Regions from separate parts of the Mus musculus genome. Here region 2 is linked to region 1. The links are chromatin contacts, called in public HiChIP or PLAC-seq maps. All regions are on one chromosome and are shown on one strand. Each heading gives the region's core, a stretch centred on a gene start, on an enhancer-like site or on the middle of the called end of the contact. The rest is flanking DNA. Distances are from core to core; before and after follow the strand shown.

The links. HiChIP or PLAC-seq counts read pairs in DNA pulled down with a chosen protein or histone mark.
Region 2: an H3K27ac HiChIP or PLAC-seq map of VIP interneurons shows a contact between it and region 1, with 15 times the contacts expected there. The contact joins two enhancer-like sites. A contact is called at or near these places in 10 of 39 promoter capture datasets (3T3-L1-derived adipocytes, the C10 cell line, the HPC-7 cell line and 6 more), 1 of 15 datasets of contacts at CTCF or cohesin (embryonic stem cells), 11 of 484 Hi-C or Micro-C datasets (DN3 thymocytes, the N1E-115 cell line, cardiomyocytes and 4 more), 11 of 115 datasets of contacts at active chromatin or transcription factors (T-cell acute lymphoblastic leukemia, VIP interneurons, acute myeloid leukemia and 6 more) and 1 of 9 other capture datasets (embryonic stem cells).

What each region holds. Positions count from the first base shown.
Region 1 is chr5:31,588,477-31,591,543 of GRCm38.p6, forward strand. No RefSeq gene overlaps it. Among named protein-coding and RNA genes, the nearest start is that of Gm38424, 6.9 kb to the right of the region's middle. Within about 2 kb of position 1,450, at least 21 of the 459 cell types and tissues checked have an H3K27ac peak or open chromatin away from gene starts, as enhancers often do. A contact at or near this core is called in the N1E-115 cell line and VIP interneurons, where this site is marked.
Region 2 is chr5:32,313,247-32,316,313 of GRCm38.p6, forward strand. It overlaps Plb1 (phospholipase B1), which reads left to right. Exons shown (of 59, transcript NM_001081407.1): 25 at 418-483; 26 at 749-849. Among named protein-coding and RNA genes, the nearest start is that of Gm36840, 40 kb to the right of the region's middle. Within about 2 kb of position 1,550, at least 101 of the 459 cell types and tissues checked have an H3K27ac peak or open chromatin away from gene starts, as enhancers often do. A contact at or near this core is called in the N1E-115 cell line and VIP interneurons, where this site is marked.

The DNA of each region.
Region 1 (3,067 bases), core at 200-2,699:
ATTTTAAAATATTAATTTAATAAAAAATGAGCAGGTTCTATTTATGCATTTAGGAACACACACACACACACACACACACACACACACACGTACAAATGTAGCAACCACTAATGAAAAAGAGACCGTGAGTTTGAAATAGAGTAAGAAAGGTTTTGGAGGGAGTAAGAGGTGTATTATAATCTCAAAAATACAAGAAAGGAGTTATATATTCCAGAAGAGGGCATCAGATTTCGTTACGGATGGTTGTGAGCCACCATGTGGTTGCTGGGATTTGAACTCAGGACCTTTGGAAGAGCAGTCGGCACTCTTAACAACTGAGCCATCTCGCCAGCCCTTTTATTTAATTTCTGTGGATGTTTTGCCTACATGCAGTGCTCGTGGAGGCCAGGAGAGGGCGGCAGATCCCCTGATTTGGAGTTAGAGATGGTAGTTGGTCCTCCTGTGGGTGCTGGAAATCGAACCCAGGTCCTCTAGAAGAGCAGCCAGTGCTCTTAGCCCCTAAGCTCCAACCTCTCTTTACAGTTTATAGAAACTCTTATCTTCATGTAGCCTGTGGTTCTCCAGCCTTGTGAGCCACACAGTTCACGGGTGCTCATACAGGGGAGGCACGGAATTGCACAATTGCCTCAAAACTTGAACAACTTTACTTCATCTTTTGTTGATTTTTGAGGCAGGGTTTCTGTAGTCCAGGCTTGGGCTGCCTTTGTGGCTGAGAATGATGTTAGACTTTTCATCCTCCTTCCTGTCTCTACTTCCAGGGTGTGAGGATCGCAGGTATGCACTATCACACCCTGTTGATGCAGCACTGGAGCTCAAACCCGGGACACTGCATGCTAGGCGAGCACTCTGCCAACTGAGCTACACCTCTGGTTCAACGTCACCTTTCCTTTGTTTTTATTTCCTCATTGATGAAAACAAATCAGAGGTGTGCTGGCTCACACCTAAAATCCCAGCACATGAGGAGCTGAAGCAGAGAATCACCTCAGCCTGGGCTACAAAGTCAGACTGTCTCAGAATAAATAAATAACCATAAAATAATAAGATAATATTCTTGCTTAAGCAAGATTGGTGAGTGCAGAACTCTTAGGATGTGTCGTGGGTGGAATACCTTAAATGTATGTCACGAGGACTAATGACACAACGTGCGGACGATCAGAGACCCTGGAGGAGAGTGGTAGGCGAGTATTAAGTGCTTCTCAGTTGAGTGAACTGTACACTTGTTCATAACGAAGTCTGAGGGGTACACACAGGAAGAGGGAAGCAGTGGGACTCCCTGCGGCTTTTGTAGCCTTTCCTGCACATTTTCTGCGTCTCATGCCAAGTTGCCCTTTATCCCAAGCCTTTGGACTTCTAGCGGCTGGAAGCAGAAAGTTATCTGTAGATGATGGAGTGCTGGGCCTGGGCTGTGTAATGACCAGCCTTCCGCTTGCTTGAAGTTTCCGCTGGGAGGCTGGAAGCCGCAGCATCCAGATGGCTAATTGCCTCGTGCCTGTTTCTGCAAATCACAGTGATTCACTGTCCCTGCCGAAAACACGCTCTCTTTTCAAAGATTTAATGGTTTCCAAAATTAATTTAGCCTCATCTGTTGTGCCTCTGCCCTCCTGCACTGTCCCCTCCCCCTAAGACCCCCTTTCCTTTCTCCCTGCCTTCCCCACAGGATGCAGCGCTCTATCCCATGAAGCTGTCACTCACACTCCAGGGCCCTTTTCAGGGTCACCTGAGCACAAACTGAGCTTGGAGCTGTTGGTGGGAGCCTAGGAGGGCAGGGCTCGTGCTATCGACTGTTCCCATAGTCTTCCGTGCTCAGCTACCCAGCCCTGCTCTGACCGACACCCCCAGATGTCGGGAGAGTTCTGAGCAGCTACCCATCCGCACTGATTTGTTTCTAAAATTCCCAAAAGTCATCAGAGGGTCAGAATGATGCTGATGGCAGCTCTCAGCCTGACCGGGTATAGACTCACCTAGAAGACAAACCTCTCCATTAACTGTGAACAGAGCCATCCGTGACTGCGGTCCAGAAGTGGACCCGGGCACTGCATTCATTCCTCTCTGCTTCCTGATAGCTGATGTAACAAGACCAGCACCTCAGGCTCCTGCTCCCATGATTTCCCTACCATGACAGACTGTACTTTAAACTGAGAGCCATAATAAACCCTTCCACCTGGCTTTCAGCAGGCCTTCCACCATAGTAACAAGACAGGGGACCGACATAGATACCATCTATTGATGCCTATTCGATACCTGGAGTTTTAGTTCCCCCTTCCATATATTCCCATAGAAGTGTAGTACACATTTAATTAAACAAACTCAATGCTTATGTTGTCTTCACTCTGCACATAACATGGCCACTACTGAACAGTGGTGCTCTTTAATTACATCCCCTCCAACTACTATCAACTACCTTGTCTCCTGAGCTAACTATCGGCTTTTCTTTTGCTTAACTCAGAAGTAGCTGTTGCGAATATTTCCCATGTGTATGCCTTAACTGTCGAGGACAGTTTTTCCTGAATGGCCCCTTGTATCATCTGGTAATCTATCACCACCCCGCCCCATGCACACCCACTACTGGAGGCCTCCTGGACCGACTGTCATCCTGATCCAAGTTGGATGGGCTCCTCTCTGCACCTGGGGCTCAGGTGTCATCACAGGACGCCGTGTAATCAGCAGCACCCTCCGGATTCCTCCTCAGACTTTTAGAGTGCCCTTGTTTCTTGTCTTGGCTTAGCCTTCCATTTCACTGAATCATATCTTTTACTATAGTCCTAAGAAAAGGTGCGTGGGAGGTAAAATCTTTTGAGTTCTTACATATCTGAAAATACCTTTCCCCACGCTTAGCCTTTATTTGGCCAAGTGTAAAATTCTGGGATAAAAGTACTTTTCACTCAGAATGCTGGGTCCCTACCACCTCTTTCTTCAGCACCATGTGCTTCTGTTGGAAGCTCTGATGCCACCTGCATTCTTACTCCTTCCCACAGGCCTTGGCTTTTTCTTTCTAGAAGCCATTCGCTCGCTCCACTACCTGGACATTCTGAATGTTGAGATATTGCTTGGCATTTTCCTCCATTCT
Region 2 (3,067 bases), core at 300-2,799, 720 kb after region 1:
TGTTTGGAGGCTCCACAAACTCCCTCGTTGCCCCATGCACCCTTGAGGCACTTAGAAGTGATTGATGCGTCTGAGACTCAGAAGAGGGCAGGTAGTAGAACCAGATCTTGAGGTCATCCGCTTTAGTAGCCCCGTTTCAGAGGAGCTATACGGGATATCTAAGGCTATCAATACTAAATCAATTCAGAGTCGTCATTGTCCCCCCCCCCCCCCCGGCTCTAGGCAAAAGGAAAGACTCTTTCCTGAGGGTCATGATGAATGCAAGCATTGTAGCTAGGACCCCCACCCCCAAAGATTCACTATTGCCAACTCTGATTAAAATATAGAAAGAGGAGAAGCCAAGCCAGGAAGCAGTCCTGCTCATAGGGAGGAGATGGGGGATGCACGGGGCTCATGAGATTCTTCCTCTGCCCACAGACTCGCTTTTCTCCCCAAAACTTCATAGACAACATCAAGAACGCCCTGGACATCCTCCATGCAGAGGTACGGAGGTTAGACCACACAGGCCTCTGAGTTGCTCCATCAGAGCTGTTGTCTGTGACCCCGGAGGCCTCCCAGCAGTTCTGAGAGCTACTTGACAGACACCTGCATGTATGCTCTAGCATCCTCGGAGAGCAGAAATAAGAGAGGAAGGAAGTGGGTGGGGCCAGGAGGAAGTCACAAACTCTGAGCTCTAGCCCCCATGTGGGAAGCAAGAAGCCAATGCCATCTTACCATATTATCTTGGTGACTGATTCTGTTTCGGCAGGTTCCACGGGCCTTTGTGAACATGGCAATGGTGATGGAGATCACCCCCTTGAGAGAACTATTCAATGAACCTACAGTCTCATGCCCACGGAACATCCTCAGGTCTGGTGGCAACTTCACCCATGTTCCTGAAAGGACTGTGGACCTTGGTGGATTCTTTTAGGAACCCCCAGGGTAGAGTATAAGGATGGTTAGAACTACCCCATATTTTAACCTGAAAAGGCCTCCCTGGGGGACATACAGCTCAGGTTATCTTCTGTAAACATTGCTATAGACCTCAGCAGTCTCTCTGAGAGCGCACATAAGGAGTCTCTGCCTGCTGCCGAGTCAGCCACATGGCCCCTTCATCAAGGAAGAGAGAGAGGGTATTAAGAATAGGATCCCTCAGCCCACAGCATCTAGAGCAGAGTGACCATCTCCCAGAGGCTGGTCCCCAGGACAGACAGTGTTTCTGAATGGCATGTGTGTGCTCCAGGTGGGATAAACACAAACCCAGGGCTACTGTTACTCTGTAGAAGAGAAAGATGTGAGATCAGAATTAGCGAGATCCAGGGGTGAATCTTCTCTCAGAGAACAGAACAGTCTGGTTCTCAGAAGGGTGCTCCTAGGAAGCTGGTGCCGTCAACTCTCAGCCTCCAGACCCAACAGAAGATGGGGTTCATCTCTAGCACCAGACAAGTCTGTAACCCTTGGAAGGAGGATGCTTTTCTAACTGGTCATGGTGGCTGTGCTAGCCTTCCTCCCCTGCCCTCTAGCCCTCATCATGTTCCTGGGCACACACACCACATGGCCATTAGTCAGCTGAGTGTGGTGATTATCCTCCACAGCCTGTGAGCACTGAGTCACTGCCACCACAGCACAGGGGCTCAGGGGCTGTTTGCAGGTGAGCTGTATGAGTCATTCACAAGGGCCAGTCTTGTTCTTGGAAATTAAGGAGGTATACTGGCTGATCCCTGGAGAACTATGCCAGATCTTCCCTAGAGGAGTAGGGCAGACTGCATAGATTCCCTAGAGAAGGCTCAGGATACTGTGAGCAGACACACACACTGCCTGCCAGGGCTGGTGTCAGGCATGCTAATTTGCAACGCTGACTCATCTACTAGATCCCGCTTTCTCCAGGCACTGGAGCACATGGAGAGTTTGGTATATACATTCCACTTCAGAATAGATTCCCCCCCCCCCCACCGCCCCTCTCCAAAGCCTCCTGTTACTGGTCACTGCAGAGATTTGAAGGCCACTAAAACCTGTTTGGAGAAGTTTCTTGCCAAGTGCATTTGAAGATGAGAATGTCTGTGTTGATAAGATCAAGAGCTTCCTTGTTTTGAGACTGCCCTCTCTGCCCCTCCGCCTTTCTGTCCCTCTACACAGAGCCACCCGGGCTATTATCACCTTATACCCAGGGTGGAAGTCCAGATTTGCCAGATCTGGACAAACCAGAGTGGAGTTGCAGACTGACAGAGCCGTTTAACTCAGTGACTTCTTAGTCAAGTCCCAGCTCCCACCAGTGTCAAGTCAATATGGCTGTGTGACCTTGAGGTAGTTACTTAACCACTGAAACTTGGTCATCTCTTCTCCCTGATGTCCTCCGTAAATTCAGGACCTTGCATGTGCTAGGGAAGTCTGCTATCACTGAACTATGCCCAGCCCTTTTTGCCTTTGTCTTTTTTTTTAAAGGGAGGATCTTGTATATCCCAGGCTGGCTTCAAACTGGTCCTTGAGCTGAGAATGACTGCTATGCCTACACTTCTGATCCTCCTGCCTCTACCAACTAGAGCCCTAGGATTACAAGCAGAGACCACCACACCCAGTTTTTTAATATTGGGGATAGAACCCAAGGTTTTATGCACCCTAGACAGGCAGCCCCCAAGCCCCTTTGCTTTTTATGTTCAGATAGTGTCTTGCCCAGCTGTCTAGACTGGCTTCAAACTCATGATCCTCTTCCTTAGCCACCAACATAACTAGGATCACAGAGTGTGCCATCTTCAGATTGCTCACCTGTAAAAGGGGGACAATAAAAACTTCTGGGAAGCTGGGCAGCGGTGGTACACGCTTTTAATCCCAGCATCTGGGAGGCAGAGGCAGGCAGATCTCTTAAGTTCTAGGCCAGCCTGGTCTACAGAGTAAGTTCCAGGACAGCCAGGGCTACACAGAGAAACCCTGTCTTGAAAAAAAAAATCTGGGATGATGAAGAGATTTAAACATTTTAATACATGGTGCTTGGCACTGTTAACATGTAGCGTGTACTAGCAATTACTGTTATTGTTATTATTATTATTATTTAGGAGAAGGGTGTGTCTCTCTGCACATCTTCATACAACCT